Linked DNA regions of Sus scrofa: region 2 is linked to region 1. The links are chromatin contacts, called in public promoter capture Hi-C maps. All regions are on one chromosome and are shown on one strand. Each heading gives the region's core, a stretch centred on a gene start, on an enhancer-like site or on the middle of the called end of the contact. The rest is flanking DNA. Distances are from core to core; before and after follow the strand shown.

The links. Promoter capture Hi-C pulls out the DNA fragments that hold promoters and counts their contacts.
Region 2: a contact with region 1 is called in a promoter capture Hi-C map of liver, with 2.3 times the contacts expected there. The contact joins the promoter of TRIOBP here to the enhancer-like site in region 1. A contact is called at or near these places in 1 of 5 promoter capture datasets (liver), 11 of 47 Hi-C or Micro-C datasets (alveolar macrophages, blood, embryonic fibroblasts and 7 more) and 1 of 2 datasets of contacts at active chromatin or transcription factors (skeletal muscle).

Annotation. Positions count from the first base shown.
Region 1 is chr5:10,098,164-10,103,031 of Sscrofa11.1, reverse strand. TRIOBP (TRIO and F-actin-binding protein) reads left to right here. Exons shown (of 23, transcript XM_021091502.1): 9 at 896-973; 10 at 2,996-3,133. Among named protein-coding and RNA genes, the nearest start is that of TRIOBP, 32 kb to the left of the region's middle. Within about 2 kb of position 3,516, at least 17 of the 83 cell types and tissues checked have an H3K27ac peak or open chromatin away from gene starts, as enhancers often do. A contact at or near this core is called in liver, where this site is marked.
Region 2 is chr5:10,130,174-10,134,724 of Sscrofa11.1, reverse strand. It overlaps TRIOBP (TRIO and F-actin-binding protein), which reads left to right and starts at 2,057. Exons shown (of 23, transcript XM_021091502.1): 1 at 2,057-2,203; 2 at 3,120-3,274. The coding sequence starts at 3,161.

The DNA.
Region 1 (4,868 bases), core at 2,267-4,766:
TAAATACATGGATGCTTGAGGGTTTGGAAGAAATAGATGGAGGGTGGGTCGGTCAGTGGGCAGATGATGGATGAACGATGGATGACAGACATGTGAACTGGTGATAGACAGATGATATATGTTGGACAAGTGAGAAATAGATACTGAATGGGTGACAGATGGGTGGATGGATGGGTGGATGGGTGATGAATGGAACAGAGGATGGGTATTGGCTAGACAGACGATGCTCAGATGATGGATGGCGTGATTAACGGATGGATGAATGTTGGGGAGAACACAGGCAGATGGGTGTTGCAGGGATGGGTAAATCTGGAAGGTGGATGATGGATGGTGAATGGATGTTGCGGAGATGGGTAGATGGATGATGGACAAATGGATGTTGGATGGATTCAGGAAGGATACATGGATATAGGATGGATGGAGAGATGGTGCATACATTGGAGATGGATGTATTGGGATAATGGATGTTAGATAGAAAATGGGTGGATGACACAGGCTGGATTTTGAATGGTTGGGTGGATATACATGGATCTATTGATGACGGATTCTAGGTGGATGTTAGATGGATGGATGATGAATGAATGGATAAGAGGCTGGGTACATGGGAGTTCCTGTCGTGGCTCAGTGGTTAACAAACGCGACTATCCATGAGGACGCAGGATCCCTGACCTTGCTCAGTGGGTTAAGGATCCAGGGTTGCCGTCAGCTGTGGTGTAAACTGCAGACACAGCGCGGATCTGGCATTGCTACAGCTCCGATTCGACCCCTAGCCTAGGAACCTCCATATGCTGCAAGTGCAGCCCTAAAAAGACCAAAAAAAAAAAAAAAAAAGGTAGGATAGATGGTTGGAACCTGGGAACAACCTGACCTAAGCTGTATTCTTTCTTATCTCCAGTTCCAATCAAAGGCGCCTGAGGAGTCAGAACGAAGCAGAAGCCAAGACTCCCCGACTGACCAGAAGCAGGCAGACTCGGTAGTTGGATCATGGGTGTGGGCACACAGGGAGGGGACATCAGGTTGGAGGTGGGCCGAGGTCCTCAGATGAGCTCCAGCATCATCCAGACCAAGGTTGGCTCTGCCTTGGGGTCCTTCAGAAGAAGGATTCCAGAAGAGCTGGGCAGCAAGGGCCACTTTTTGGCCCGGGAACCTGGGTGGGTGGATAATCCTGGGGTCAGAAGTCCAGGGCTCTGCTTTCAACTTGCTAGGATGCCCTGAAAAGGTCACTGCCCTTCCCTGGGCCAGTGGCAGTTTGGCCCTGATGTTCTCCGAAGGCAAGGTCCTTCTGGTTCTGGAGGGCTGGCCAGGCTGGGAGAAAGGGTAGGGTTTCCAGGAGCCGGAGCCAGAGGAACACCAAGGGGGTACGGAAGTCAGCTGGGCCTGGAGGCTCTCCAGGGTCCCGGGGCGGGGCGGGAGAGCAAGGGTGGGACCCGCCGAGGCTGCCCTGAGGCCTGGCTGCAGCTGGAGCAGCTGCTCCGCCCCGCCCCTGCCCATGACCTGCCAAACAGACTGTTCTCATCACCCGCAGCCTCCAGAGAGGTGAGGTCAGAGCCGAGGGCCTGGGGCAGCGGGAGGCGGGGAGGAGACAGGGCTGTTTGAGGCTGAGCTCTCCTAATCCTGCTGTCCTGCTGTTCCCTCGAAGCCGGGTGTGATGGGGGGCGTCTGTCTGGCAGCCCAGAGCCCCAAAATCTGGCCCTGCTGCTAGTCAGAGCTGGGGGGATAAAGAGCAGATGGGGAAACAAGGGGCAGGACAGTTGTCCTAGATCACATAGCTGGTTGGTGGCGGTGGCTGGGCTCCAATTAGGACCCAGGGCTCAGGACTCCCAGCAACGCCGCTTCCCGGCTCTGCCCTGATTGCCAGCGTGGCCTCCCGCCATAGAAGCAGCAACCTAAACTGCTTGGTGGGCCAGGTTTGCCATCTGTGAAATGGGAGAGGACAGGGGACTGGTCACTAAGCACCCTGCCCGCTCTCACAGGGACTCTGGCACCGTTGCGCTTCCTCTTTCTGGATTATTTCCTCATACTTCCTGGGGTGTGTGAACAAAGAGGAAATAGCAATGCAGGGGTCCCCCTCCAGTCATCATGAAATAGGCCGGCCCCAGCAACATAGAAAACCTCTCACTCCACCTCCGGGAAGCCTGGGTTGGACAGAATTGATAACTGCCTCCTTCATGCAGCATGCATGCAGGCAGGCAGGCACTCACAAACCCTCAGAGAGCACTTGTGCCTGGGTGTGGGCCAGAGGTGAACTGGAGCCCGGGCACAGAGCCCACGGTCTAGTGTCAGGGCTGTGATGGGGATGTGGTGACAGAGTGGGGACCCTCCTCCCCCCAAAACCCCCTGGACCTGTGTTTTGATGCTTCATGTCCCATGTCCAGAGACTCTGGACTCTGGAGAGTTGGGACAGCTGAGCTCTGTCCTGCCTCTGCCAGTCACCTGCTATGTGATGTTGGGCAAATGCCTCTGCCATACTGGGGTCTCAGTTTCCCCAACAAGGACAACTCCAAAGGGGGTGCGCCTGGGGGCTCTGCTGGGTGTGGCTGTAGACGCCTGTGACTCCTTCACAAAGGTGAGGAGAGAGGCGGATGGGGGGCCCCGGGGTTAGGAGGCCCATGGGTGAGCCCTTGGCTCCCATGGTTGTTGGGAGAAGAAAGAGGGGCCCAGAGTTTCTCCATCTTTAGACATTTCAAGAGCAGCTGGAAGTATGTAGTTATAGACTAAACCTCTTGATTATTTAATACTGGAACGTGATACAAATAATCTGAAAACCCCATGCGGGCTGAACACACATCTGTGGTCCCCAAGCCCCTCCTGCTCATCCCCAGGGGTGCCGAGCCCCGGGAGAGCTGTCGGCCGACACCACGCGGTGTGGACAAGAAAGATGGGGACCCAGGGCCTTTGAGGTGGGCATGGCAGCACGGGCAGGGGAGGCTGTCGTCAGAGACTCCCCCATCCCATCAAAGGGACTTGGGGACCAACACTGGACCCTGTTTGACAGGCAGACAAGAGGCCAGCAGAGGGCAAGGCCGGGAGCCCGCTCAAGGGCCGACTGGTGACCTCATGGCGGATGCCCGGGGACCGTCCCACGCTGTTCAATCCGTTCCTGCTGTCTCTGGGGGTCCTCAGGTGGCAAAGGGTAGGCTGGCTCCAGTGGGGCGGGAGGGGTGAGGGTGGGGAGAGGGGGGAGGGGAGGGAAGAGGCTGGTGTTAGTCAAAGAAGAGTGAGGCGGGGCCGAGAGAGCGCGATTTGAGGCCCCCATGGTCTCTGAAGTGAGTGGGGTGTCTCACCTGCAGGACCAGGCTGGGGCCCTTTTCAGCTTTCAGGGTAAGGGTGATGGAATAATCCACGCAGCCGAAAGCTCCCAATCAGCAAACAGGCCGAGGGGAGCCAGACTGGGGGAAGGGGGAGAGGGAAGGGGGCCGGTGAGGGGCTCCGGATTGCAGAGCGTGTCTCAGACCTGGGCCCAGGCCAGTTGCACAAACATCTGGCATTACGTAACCCATCGCCTGCCCAGAGAGGGCTGTAAACACTCAGGCCTCTGGTTCAGGGTTTCCTCCAGGGCAGAGAGGGGAGGCAGCTGTGACCTGCTCTCTCCTGCCCCCTCCACAATGGGAGGGAAGAGGCCCAGCCACCTCCAGGGGCCACAGGCAGGCTTGTGGGGTCTCTTGTCTCAGTGACAGGCTGACCGTTGTACTCTCATTGGCTTGGGGGCTGGTGCTTGGCGGGCAGGTGAAAGTATACCCATTCTACAGATGAAGGACTGAGACCCAGGGAGGTGAGGCTGACATGCCCAGGGTTGCCCAGCTAGGGTTTAGAGGAGCCAGCCTCTTGCTGATTTTCCTTATGCCTGGATAGAATGGCTGCAGCCAGATGCACCAAGCCGCAGCAGCCACATCTGCCTAATGGGGAAAAAAATCTATGGAGCCGATCAGATCAGGGTGGCAGGAAGGGCTCAGAGAAATCAGGATGCACAGAGGCGTGATGGGGGGAGAGGTGGTGTCCAAACACTAACTTTTCCATCCATTTCTTTCTTTCTTTTTTTTTGTCTTTTTAGGGTCACACTCACGGCATATGGAGGTTCCCAGGCTAGGGGTCGAATCGGAGCTACAGTTGCTGGCCTACACCACAGCCACAGCAACGCGGGATCCTTAACCTTCTGAGCGAGGCTGGGGATCGAACCTGAATCCTCATGGATACCAGTCGGATTCATTAACCACTGAGTCACGACGGGAACTCCCATCCACTCCATTTCTATATACTAATAATGAAAGCGCAGCAAGATAAATCAGAGCAACCATCCCCTTCATAATTTCCTCTCTGCTGCTCTTTGGGGGTTAAGGCACAAGGATAACCAGGCAAACGTGTGGTTTTTCTGGGCAGGAGGGTGGTATCTTGAAGCCATGGGCGGGAATTACCTTATCAGCCTAACTAAAGGTCACTGCAACACAGTCGTTCCAGCGGGAGGGGGCAGCTAAGTTCCTGGTTTGGGGGGGGGGAGAAATGGGGAAATGGGCTCTGGGATGATATTGATGGTGATGATAGTCAGCATTTATTGTGCACCTACTATGTGCCCAGTTCTGTGTCCAGCACATGGCATCCCTGGCTGCATGGATTCCTCACCATTCAGTTCGTATTGTCCACTTATAGATGAAGAAAGGCAACTCCCTTGTTCTGGGTCACACAAAAGGGAGAGCTAGGATTTGAACCCTGCTCTGGCTGACTTCACCACCCCCTCCACCTCTGTGCATCCTGATCTCCCTCAATCCTTCTTGCAGCCCCGAGAGTTCTGGTAGGTTTTCCCCATTAGACAGATGTGGCAACTGAGGCTCAATGAGTTTGTAGCTGTTCTCTTATCAGGGAAAGAGGCAAAT
Region 2 (4,551 bases), core at 808-3,307, 33 kb before region 1:
GAGGAGGCTCCAGATTTTGCTGACTTGGAGGAGGCTGGCTAGTAGGCTGTGGCCATCTCCTGAGCTTCAAATTCAAACCAAGTACCGTGGCTCAGAGAGGGCAGGTAACTCTCAAGATCACACAGCCAGGAAGTACTAGAGACTCGCTACTCTCTGTTTTGTTTACAGTAATTGCGACTGAGCAGAAAGATTATTATCCTTGTTATGAAGGTGTGCTTTCACCTGTTCCATCCTGGGCCAGGATGACCTGTTCAGGGGTCCATCTCTCCCACTGGTCAGTAGGCTTCTCTTTCACAAGGAGCCATATTTCATTCATATTGCCATTTCCCTGGTGCCCAGCACAGGCCTGGTATGTACCAGGCACCTATGAATGTCTGAGCGAATTAGTGAACAAAGAGGCTCTGTAGTGGCAGGTAGAGTCCAGACCCACCAGGATTTTAGTCTTGACTTTGCCACTTACTAGCTGTGTGGCGTAGGCGAGTTAGTTAATTTCCCTGATCCTAGTTGCTATGAGATGAGGATGCTGGTACTTAATCCTTCAGATTACTATGCAACCTGTAACCTGTAAATATAAAGATTTGAAATAGGACCTGGCACATAGTGCAGAGTGCTAGCTTTAAAAAAGGCAGATTTTAAATTTATTTTTATTTACTATTACTTTTTCTTTTTATGGCTGCAGGGTGGGCCACATGGAAGTTTCCAGGCCAGGGGTTGAATTAGAGCTCCATCTGCACCCTATGTCACAGCCATGGCGACACCTGATCCTTAACCCACTGGTCAAGGCCAGGGATCAAACCTGCATCCTCACAAAGATGTCAGGTCCTTAACCTGCTGAGCCACAGCAAAAACTGCTATGTTTTATTTTGTTGGCCATGCCCACAGCAAATGGAAGTTGCCCAGCCAGGGATCGAACATGCACCACAGTGGCAACCTGAGCCACAGCAGTGACAACTCTGGGTCCTTAACCTAGTGAGCCACCAGGGAACTCTAAAAGCAGATTGTTTTTTTTTTTTTCAAGGAAAGAGCTGTGCATTTCGTGACTGAGTTCCGCTTCAGTGGAAGTGTGCGAATGGATGCGCAAATGGTCAAAAATCCTAGGCATTTCATTTCATCCTCACAAGTACCATTAGAAGCCCCATTTTACAGATAAGAAAACTGAGGCCCAGGGAGGTTAAGTCTCTAGCCTAAGGTCTGCGCTAAAGCCAGCCTAGGGGACTGTAGCGGGACTGAACGGAAGGGAAAGAGATTAGAAGAGGCCAGACCCGCCAGTACCAGGCCTCTCAAGAGCCCCTTGGGAACCCAGACACTGCTGCTCAGGCTAAACGTGCGGCGGGTCCCGCACTCTGAGGCATCTGGGCGCCGCCCGCCTCCGCCCCTCCCCTTGTCCTCGGGTTGTCCAATCCTACACTCTTCATGTAAATGAAGCACCTAGATCGAGCCTATGCGAGAGCGGAGGGGGCGTGGTCTTCATCCCCCTCCCGGGCAACGTTCTGATTCATTGTTAAAATAGAGAGGCTATGACCCCTGGCACCCCACCCCCGCACCCCCCTGTGTGTGGAAACCCGAGCCGAGGTCAGCGCCACGAGCCGAGAGGTTGGAAGAGAGTGGAGGCAAGTGGGGAAAGGTAGAGGGGGTGAGGGACTCTGGGAGGGACTGGCTGAATGGCTGGATGGAGAGGTCCAGGGGTCCATTCTCCGGGTGGGGCATGTGTGTCCACCGAAGGTTTTTCATTGTTATATCCACACCCAAAGTGCATTTTAGAGAAGAATTCTGCCGGTTGGCTGGGAGTGGGGAGGAGGAAGCGGGAGCGGTGAGGGGCACAAGTAGTGGAGCCCCCCACACTTGCCCCTAGGGAAATAAACGGCCGTTCTCCGTCTGAAGCGATGCTTCTTTATGTGGCGCGACTGGGAATGAACCGCCCAGGCTGGGCCGGACCGACGCGCTCCCCCCACCCCGCCCCCTCCACCACTAGGAGCGGGGAGACGACGCGTCGACGGAGACCTCGGGGAGGGGGGGGCGCCGAAGGGCCAGTGAGAGCCCCCCAACCCCCACCGTGCCTTGCCACCTCCCCAGGTCTGATGGTGAAGGAGCCAGGAATCTTCTCCCTGGTGGCCCCAGGGGAGAACGTGAAATTCCCTCGCTCTCCGCTGAGATTGGCAGCTAAGGCCGGATCCCCTGGGACGCTTTGGAGGAAGCTGCACAGGTATGAGCAAGTGACCTGGGGGCACGGTAAGGTGCGGGCGTGTTTGGGTGTGGATTCCTTTCCCTCCCACCCCCTCCTGGGGCTCTGGGCTGAGGAGGGCATCTTCAAGTCACTCTTCTGACAGGGCTTCCCCTCCTCAAGGCCTGGCCCTGGAGTCCTGAGCTCAAGTCCCATCACCAGGCTCTCTCTTTGGCTAAGCTCTGCCACACTCGCTGTATGACCTTATGTTTTCCCTTTCATCCATGATTTTGTCCTCACCTCCGAAAATACCTCACTGGCCTCTTGCCTCATTCCCAGTGTTTCCCAAGGGTCCTGTGTGAGTTGGCAGTGGGATCCAGTGTCACTCACGTCCACCCCTGAGAGGGTGGGGAGACACACAGCCAGGGTTTTAATCTAGTCCAGCCATTGGGGCTTTGAACAAGTTATGGAACCTCTGTGGAACTTAGTTGCTTTATCTGAAATTGGCATTAATTTGATCTACAACGCAGGATAACTGTAAGGCAAGGGCACTCAAACTTTGGGGTTCGTTGGAATCACCTAGGAGACGTGTATAAAACGCATTGTATATATGCCTTGTGTAAGTGCGTCACCTCAGAGATTCTGCTGGGTGGAGCTGGGAGGGAACTGGGAATATGCATTTTATGAGCAGCTCAGCTGAGTCTAATAATGCAGGGTCCTCAAAATACACTTCGAGCAACACTGCAGTCATGACTAGAAATCACATGTCAAATGCTTGGCAGAGTGCCTGGTGCTTAGGAAATGCTTCATGAGTGTTTGTTGAGTGAATAAATGAACAGCTGGAAGAATTGATGGATAACCTCATTTCCTTGGTTCTTGTCTGTCTGGGGCTGGGACTGGAGTCTGGGTGGGCTGCCAGCCAGTCATCTGGCCTTTGCCTTCCCCCCATTCTTCCCAGGCCCCACCATCGGATCCCAGGAGCTGCCCCGGCCGGCCGATATGGAGGGGGTGGCTGGGAATGCCCCCTCTGAACGCTTTGAGGCTAATATGCTTGCCCAGAGCTGCTGTCAAAACTGCTTCCACCCTGAGGAGGCCCACAGAGCAAGACACCAGGTGGGCAGGCTTTCCTGAGTGGTCGGGGGGTGGGGGGGTTGTGATGGGGTGGTGGGGGGTGGGGTCTTTGATGGAGAGGGAAGCTGGCTGGGCCACCAACTTGCAGCTGAGCTCAGACATGGACCTTCCTGCTGGGCTGAGCCTCAATTTTCCCATCTGTACAGTGGGTGGTGGGACCATGTTAAAGTTTCCCAAAGGCTAGTCATTCTCTTCCTTTTATGACTTTTTTTTTTTTGCCAATCCTCCTATAATCTATTACTTACATTATTGTTCTTGAAATCAATACCATTTTTCCCCTTATACTAAAGGAGAACTTCACGTTGCCACCACAAATAGAAAACTAGGATGTCCTTTATATAGAAGGGAAAAAGGAAAGAAAGAAAAAGAAAAACACCCCAGAAATATCATCAAATTCTAAGAATGTGTTGTCAGCTAAAGGCTCTGATCAAATCCTGCTGTCTCTCCGTTAAAATGGGAGACTGATGGGTGTTGGGGATTAAATGTACCCCCCACCCTCTGGAGACTTCCTCCTTGAAGGTATTGAAGAAGGAAGGGGAGGTATTTTCTCACTTTGTGATTGTGTGGTTTTTGGCTAAGCCCTGGGGTAAATGCCAGGCGGGCCAGCGTTCCAGTCCTAGGTTTGCCGTTTACCTGCTGTGTGACCTTGGGTCATTGCCCTCTCTGGTTTCCCTCTCCTAATGGGTAAAGTGGGGCAACAGTGCTTCTCCCTAAAGGCGTCTGGCCCTGCTTAGCCCGAGTCACATGTGGCTAAATCAGGATACATTCGTTTCCTCTCCTGCTTCCCCACCAGAAAAATGAACCTGAAAGACTCTTTTCTACCTGTCTTGATACCTCCAATCACAGCTCCTCTGTCCTCAGTCTCAAGTTCAGGGAACAGAGGCCTGAAAACCCTGTGAGTCCGCCTCCCATGCAAATGACCTTCTCCCAGTGGGTGGAGAGACGGCAAGTGTGGAGCAGGAGGAGAAACTGGGGTTCGGACAGGTCTGAGTTCTGGTTTCAGTCCTACCACTTCCCAGCTGAGACTTTGGGCCAGCTCACATGTTCACATATATTGAAGAGGAGCTTCAAATGTGCCAGGCATCAGGCTGGATGTTGGGGAAACAGGGATAAATAGCACAGACACAGTTCCTGGTTCATGGGGCTTGTCGTCTAGCAAGAGACATGGAGACTCAGAACGTAATGATGCAAATAATTATTTAATCATGGTTGTGATAAATGTTGTAAAGGAACAGCAAGTGGCTTGAGGGTAAATGATA